2 separate regions of the Triticum aestivum genome follow, and region 1 is linked to region 2. Evidence: chromatin contacts called from public Hi-C data. All regions are on one chromosome and are shown on one strand. Each heading gives the region's core, a stretch centred on a gene start, on an enhancer-like site or on the middle of the called end of the contact. The rest is flanking DNA. Distances are from core to core; before and after follow the strand shown.

Region 1 (4,040 bases), core at 560-3,059, 150 kb after region 2:
CGGATGAAATACTGTGGTTACCACCTGGCAATCAGAATTACCTATCCCCTCTAGTGGATGAATTTACTAGTTGAAAGCCCCTGTGTTCAGAGTAAATAACTAAAGTACTTTGGAGGTGGTGGCATCGAATCTCATTGCCAGAACATTTTTTTGTCAATTTTTAGTTACGCATGAATTTTGTCAATTTTTCAATACAGCATGAATAAAAGGAGGACATCCTCACAAGGATGATTTAAAGAGAAGACTATTGAATTCATGCTCCAATCAACTCATCCAAAAATCTGAACTGTTGAAGGGAGGCGGGCAATATATTTCAACACAGACTCCATGCCAAAGGAGATAGGGCTCCAACCAGTTGACTAGGGCTGACACGATGTATGTTGTGTGGTTCTTAAGCTTGTTACTATCAACACAAGTAAATAAATTCAAATTTTATTTGATTTTTTTATGAAACCTCAAAAGGTTCAATCCATTAAGAAACCAAAAGAGATTTTTTTCCAACTATTTACAGAAAAATAAGCGAAAACATTTAACATGCCCAGAAGATAGGTCACCACTGAAGGTGAGGAGAGCAACATACAAAGATCACAGACCGTTGCAGGAAAATAACATAGAAAAAAGACAAAAATGCTAAATCCACATATGGTCAAAAAAGATTTACGAAGACTTCCAAAATTACTAAAAAAAGAGGAGCGCAGCTTGCAAATGCCTAACTCTTCAAACACGATAGAAGCCGTTGACCAAGGCAAAGGTGAATGTTGACTTGGGGGCAACAAAGAGCATAGCACCCAAAGGAGCCATTGCTTGCTTTGAACGAAGGCGAACCTTGCCATGGTACCATTCTTTCAACACCAAAGAGGCTTCCCTACCCTCTCACCCTATCTTGAAAAGCATCGGCCCCCCGAACAAAAGAAAGCTCACATGGAGCACACATGGTCACTAGAAACTAGACCACCAAGAAGAAGAGACGCTTTGCCCGATCATCGTTGCCAGCCACACCATGTCGAAAACAGCACCGCCGTCACCATCCACGGACTACACCCCCAACAACCCGCTGAAAGGGACATGCTCTAGACAATGCCTCCAAGGAGTGAAGATGCTACGGTGCCTCCGCTCCCCGGTAGGACAAGCCGGCCAATGGTTTTCACCCAGAGCCAAAGGTGAAGGATGACAACCCACAGTGACACCTCCAGGGAGGGGAAAGGACACTCAAGAGCATCATAGGCACCAACATCGTCAGGCTGAGTTAGAATCGGCCACTAACCGCACAAAGTCCACCGGTCACCCTCTGATCGAGATTACATGTCATCGTAATTACCTTTTTCCGAGTGAGCGACTCCAACTTCACTAGGCCAACAAAGAAATTGAATCATTGGGTTGCATCTATATTTGTGCGAAAATGTATACCTACGCATAACTTACTATACAGTCTTGCTAAGTCTCAGTCGACTGAGACTTCGCTAAATCTCAGTCGATGTTATATCCATAAGATTTTACATTAAGATCCATGAAAAAATTTCTTTTTAATTTTTTTTCTTTTGTATGTTATGTCACTTGACCAAGACTTGGTTAAATTTCAGCCAATTGAGACCTATCCATACCCCTTACTAAATTCTTACGTAACATTCCTATAATCTCTTTCCAGCCCCTGATTTCAACTGTGGGCCCCCCTCTCCCTGATTACATCCAATCAAAATAGCCCACCTGATGCTTTAGGTATTGTTAATAGCACGTTGCGTTGTCACGCCATTGTCTCCGTGGACGCTTTGCTTCATTCACTCACGCCCCCGCCATTGTCGTTGGCGCTATGGCCCGAAACAACAGACGTACGCGTGCCAAATTAAGGCAGCCCCAAAGGACCGTGCCCTCCGACCATTCCTCCCGTCACCTCTGTCCTCCCCTCCACATCTCTCCCGGCGCGTGGTCGGTCGGGGGCTGCCATTGGCCTCCGCCGCCACCGCCCGGACCTCGTACGTCGGCCGATCACCCGATCAACTAACCAGCCTGCAGACCCCTAAGCACGCACGTCGTACGTCTCCCCATCTCCGAAAATGCACCGGTGGCTCATCGGCAGCTGCGGCGACATGCGCCCGCCCCGCCGCCGCATCCAGGAACCGCAAGTCCAAGGTACCAGCTGCATGCGCCGCTCACGTTCTCGGATCTTAGATTGCTCCGGCGTACGTGCACCATGCATGCATGCGTGCGCGCGCACGCTCTAGAGAGTGACATTTTGGAATTCCTTCGTGTAGAGGAGCCTCGGCCGCGTCGGTGCACGTCGTCGCCGCCGAAGCTGAGAAAGACGAGCTCGGAGCCGATTATGCTCTCCCTGCCCAAGGACCTGGCGGAGTTTCGGGCGATGTCGGTGTACGGGAACCTCAAGCTCTTCACGTACGACCAGCTCAGGCGGGCCACCGGCGACTTCAGCCCCACGCAGATCATTGGCGAGGGCGGCTTCGGCGTCGTCTACAAGGGGGTCATTGGCGCTGTGGTGGTCGCCGTCAAGCGGCTCAACCCGGACGGCATTCAGGGCGACCGCGAGTGGCTGGTCAGTTTCTATCGAAATGTATAATCCACTATCACCAATTCACTCTTTATGGAAAAAACTATCACCAATTCACCATGGCACATTGAATCTTTACGAAACCAAAACACGGGAAGTTGCAAAACAAAAATCTGCTTGGAAGAAAGTGAGTTTCCGTGTAAGATACAAAGGGATTTTTAGTCAGGTTCAGAGATCTTGTGTGCATGCAGACCGAGGTGAGTTGCCTGGGGCAGTACAGCCACCCGAACCTGGTGGAGCTCATCGGCTACTGCTGCGACGACGACCACCGGCTGCTGGTGTACGAGTTCATGGCCAAGGGCAGCCTCGAGAACCACCTCTTCCGACGTACGCACACCCACACCAACGATCCCACCCACTTCTTACATACTGCATGCTGAACATCTGTTTCATCACCATCATCGGATGCACCAGGCGCGTGCACCCTGTCATGGACAACCCGGGTGAGGATCGCGCTGGACGTGGCGAGGGGGCTGGCGTTCCTCCACGGCGCGGCGCGGCCCATCATCTACCGCGACTTCAAAACCTCCAACATCCTCCTCGACGCCGACTTCGGCGCGAAGCTGTCAGACTTCGGGCTGGCCAAGGAGGGGCCGGTGGGCGGGAAGACGCACGTGTCCACCCGGGTGATGGGCACCTACGGCTACGCGGCGCCGGAGTACATGGCGACGGGGCACCTCACGGCGATGAGCGACGTGTACGGCTTCGGCGTTGTGCTGCTGGAGATGCTGGTGGGGCAGCGCGCGCTGGAGCCGAGCCGGGCGGGGAGGGCGGGCAACCTGGTGGACTGGGCGCGCCCGATCCTCATCCGGGGCAGCAAGCTGGAGAAGATCGTGGACGCCCGGATGGCGCAGCAGGGCGCCTACTCGGCGCGCGCGCTGGAGCGGGTGGCGCGGCTGGCGTACGACTGCCTCAGCCAGAACCCCAAGGTGCGGCCCGCCATGAGCCGGGTCGTGCTCGTGCTCGAGGCCGCGCTCGCCATGCCGCCGGAGGAGGAGGGCGACGGCGATGGAGGCCGTGGCGGCGGCGACGCCTCCCCGACTCCGGCCCGGTGATCGATGTGATGTACGCGATGTTGTGTATGTAGGTTTTTGTTTTGGTAACTGCGAGAGGATAGGTCTGTGTGTGTGTGTGTAAATTTAAATGCGGAGAGAAAGCGCGGTTGTGGACAAACTACTCAAATCGTTTTTTGTTCAAAAATAAAATGTGCTCGTGATGGATACGGGAAAAAAAATCGTTTTTTGTTCAAAAATAAAATGTGTTCGTGATGGATACGGGGAAAAAAAGCACTGTGTGGCTGCTGGGATTCGAGCCCAGGTCTCCACGGCCACAACGTGAAATTCTCACCACTAAACTACAGCCACATTGATGGACAGAAACCGTTACTACGCTTAATATACCATAGAAACCAGAGGACGCAGTACGGAACCTACTGTCTCGTTTCTTCCTGGGAAATTGACAGTGACATTGTGATCTATAT
Region 2 (3,802 bases), core at 1,230-3,729:
TACTTGTGAGCAATATTTATCTTCTGTGGTTTGTTTACCTTCTTTGATCTCTGGAATATACTTTGCGTGTCGGTACTTCTGTTCAGCAAAGACAGGCAAACTATAAGTAACAATGAAAAGAAGAAGACATGTTTGCTTTCATTTTCAGTGAAGCGGGAAAATAACCCTGAAGTAGTACCTGCAAATGACTCTTTACATGGTAGATGGTCAGGCCTTCCACTTTCATAAGCTTCAGAACGCCCTTGGGAGTTGCTTCTGAAATAACAGATGTTGAAGTGAACTATTTAGAGTGGAAAACAGAAAATTTTATAAATACATTTGGGAAATGAAAGCAGAGCAGCCATCTTACTGTCAGGCCCTTCGAGCTTGTTCACTGCCTCTACGAAACGCTCGTGGAGCTCCAGTGTCCACCTCAATCTTGACTTGTTAGCTGCTGCAGATCCAGAAGATGACCGCGACGAGCTAAGCGGCAGTTTAGCCGGAGATCCTGGATTCTGCAGGATCTGGTTGGAGCAGGATGAGACCGGAAGCGACGACATTTGAGGCGGCGGCGTGTCGTATATGTCCTGAACAACAGCATATCAGATGAAGAAGAATACTAGGAGTGAGTTTCAGAGATGCTGCAGAAGTTCAGTGGAGAGCTTTTCACCCTCACACTGCAATAAATAAAAATGCACCAAATGGCAATGGGCTCACATCTAATTGGGGGCTCTCCTCATTATCGGTGATGGCGATCCCTAGCTGCTCAGACAAGAACTGGAACTCCATCTGCTCGGCCTCGGCGAAAGCAAACGCTTGGTTTTCACCATGGAAGCTGCCATCAGAAGCATCTCCAGCAGAAAGATTGAGGAAGTCTTTTATGTCATCTGCCTGTTCAGCCTCGTCATGAACATTGCCTGTGTCACCACTGAGCTGCAGGGAGGAGGTTGATGACTGCCCTGGGAGAACCTGCTGCTCATACTTGGGAGGGTGAGGCAGGAAAGGCAGAGCACCCATTCGCCGGCAAGGCGCCGAGTTTGTCAAAGATGATGAGAATAAACTTGTGCAGAACGTTGAAGAGTTTGAGGCCATGGGCTCTGAAAAATTGGGGTGCGAGACATGAGACAATGGACTTTCAGGATCAGGCTCAGGGCTTCTTCTCTGAAGGTTAAATGGCAGGCTGCTTCTTCCCAGGCTCGACGTTCGGATCAGCTCGGTCTTGATGTCTGATGACTGACTGGTGGATGACAGATTATCATCCAACAGCCCAAGGTGGTCCAGTTTAGAGTCCAGCAGCTTATGAACTGAAGACTGTGTGGATCCACAAGCATAAGAATGCGTGGTTTTGTCCGGCGTGGCGATTGGCTTCACGGCAACAACACCATGGGAGCTCATGCTGCTTCAGTTGATTAGTGAGTGGCCTGATAATACACTGCTGAAGACACAAGAATTGATGACTGTTAGTACTTACCCAAACAAACAGTTCATTCAGAGTTTAAATGCAATTCAGAAAATGTATATACTGAAGCTTCTCGGGAAGAATTTTGTGTGCATGCAGAAGGAGCTTGTTTATGACCACAGAATGCATTTTATGCTTGAGCTACCATTAATTCACACAATGTCATGACTTCTGGGCAAGTGATGTAATTTGTGATGTAGCAACAGGATTAGATCTGAATGAGTAGTGGTGATTAGCACCGTTACTGCACACAGCACACACAGCACAGGCGCCAAATTCAGAGCATTAGAGGTCAAAAGGGATAAAAACAATAGCAGGCAGTTCGACACTTCTTGATGCTCCATTTGGGGCAAATAAAATCCACCTTTCATCGAAATAAGCAGGCAGTTCGATATGGTATAAAGACAAATTGCTGTTGTTTACCACAGCTCGTGAGAAATCCTGTCAGCGCTGAGAGAGGATAAACGGGAACAGAAATCTGAAAGAGGACAAAGGGGAACATCGACCGGAAATGGGAAAAACAAAAGGCAAACCAAATCAGGAAGCGAGCTTTATCCCCCCTTTCAAATCACATATTCCAGCACTAACCAACAGAATAGTTAAACCTAAAAAACCATTAGAAGAATGGTTAAATCTCGCCAGAACAACGCAAAGAACCATGGCTCCTACTGTAGATTGGAGCCGGGGAACCAATGAGATAAAATGCATGAGGGATCTGTGTAACCTCAGGCAGCCTCACCTGGATAGCCAGAGAAGAAGATGGACAGCAGAGCGAGGAGGAGATTCAGAATCTGCGAGATGGGTTGTACGGCTAATCTGATTCAGCCTCCACTCTCTTCTCTTCTCTTACCCAACAGCAGCTCCCTCCTCCCTAGAGGCTAGAGCTCTCTCTGGAGAGAGAGAGAGTCAGAGAGGCCTAAGAAAAAGTCCTATCTATCTCTCTCCCTGGAAATCATTGGTGTTTGGTGACTATACTGCACCTTTTCTTGTACTACTCCAACTCTATTCTGGTTGGCTGCTTTGCTTCGGTCTCTCAGATGGCCTGTTTAAATTTCCAGATTGCCTATGAGTAAATGTGTAGCCTTTCTTGTCCTATTTTTGTATATGTGTTTTGATTATTCATGATTTTCTGACGATGTTAGCTAAAATACGCTCCCTGTCAGCGCTTTTTTTTCTTTTTGATAAAACATTGGTAACTGGTGAGTGCAACCAATTATATAATAGAAAAAACGGGAGATTGTTAAGAGCAAAAGGCATCGCATATTGCTAAGAGTAAGATGGATGGAGCAAGCGACCATGACTTCAAATTAAACTAGTACTGATAGTGTGTCTGACATAAGCATAGGGCTAATCAACCAGCGACAATAGAAAAAGTGTGAGATGCATGGAATCTGGGGCAACCTCTGATGCAATCGAGAGGGCAAGCGACATTGGCCACCCAGGAATCGGATTATATTATCAATCAAAACAACACAATGAGTGCTCCGGAAGAATCATGGTTAGCAGCTCGGCCCGGCCGGGCCCGGCTGTCATGCTCAGGCCAAGGCTAAAAAAAATGATGGAGCAAGAGGATGGTGTGTAAGTGCAAAGTCTGGCTCGAAAACGATGGCGATTTTGTTTAGCTTCATTCAGTGGTTAGTGCGACACATCTTGGAAAACAGAGTGGATAATAAGCGGGGCCGATCGGTGTCAGTTAAGGAGTAGAATAAGTGGCAAGTGGCAACTAGGTTTGTGTAGACCTAGGATGATCCCGAGGTGCTTGGTGAGGGAAGCAAAGCGGACAAATTAAGCTAAACATGTAGTCACAAATCCCATCATTTTGTCTGTATGAGAAAACGGAAATGCTAATTGATCTTATAATTAGTAACTGCAACTTGTGTGAGCTCAGCCATGACTGTGACTCTGTTAGTGTGGTCTGGTTGGATCAATAATTGTAACGTGGTCAAGTGGCCACTCAAAATAAACAGAGAGGGGCTAATTAGTTAGAGCAACTCCAACGAGGCGACCCATTTTGTCCGTCTGCGTTCGTTTAAGTCGGCATGGACAAAAGTGGGGGCCCAACACGCCGACCAAAACCCAAATTACGTCCGCTTCGTGTCCGGGCCGACGCATTTGCGACTAAAATTTACGCCACAAATGCATCGGCGCGGACGCGGAACGGACGTCACGCGCGCCTTCTCGGCGTTCGCCGCGTCCCCACCTAGCGACCGTCCAACTACTCGCTGCTCACGTGATCAGCTTAATTTATGACCACGGGCACATGCGTCAGCGATGGCGGTCGTCCTTTTTTAAGTCGATCGTGCGGCGGGGCCATCCTCATCCAAACTCGCCGTTCACATCTAGCCAGCTCTGCTCCCCCGTCGC

What was found. A called contact is a pair of places that touch in the nucleus more often than the background predicts.
Region 1: a Hi-C map of leaf shows a contact between it and region 2, with 4 times the contacts expected there. The contact joins the promoter of LOC123152665 here to the promoter of LOC123148608 in region 2. A contact is called at or near these places in 2 of 5 Hi-C or Micro-C datasets (both in leaf).

What each region holds. Positions count from the first base shown.
Region 1 is chr7A:612,083,284-612,087,323 of IWGSC CS RefSeq v2.1, forward strand. LOC123152665 (probable serine/threonine-protein kinase PBL17) reads left to right here and starts at 1,810. Exons shown (of 4, transcript XM_044572159.1): 1 at 1,810-2,127; 2 at 2,250-2,545; 3 at 2,752-2,887; 4 at 2,975-3,736. The coding sequence starts at 2,052. The coding sequence ends at 3,615. It overlaps TRNAH-GUG (transfer RNA histidin (anticodon GUG)), which reads right to left and starts at 3,924; the gene lies at 3,853-3,924.
Region 2 is chr7A:611,932,464-611,936,265 of IWGSC CS RefSeq v2.1, forward strand. It overlaps LOC123148608 (protein PHOSPHATE STARVATION RESPONSE 3), which reads right to left and starts at 2,480. Exons shown (of 8, transcript XM_044568075.1): 1 at 2,178-2,480; 2 at 697-1,414; 3 at 350-566; 4 at 179-255; 5 at 39-78. The coding sequence starts at 1,374.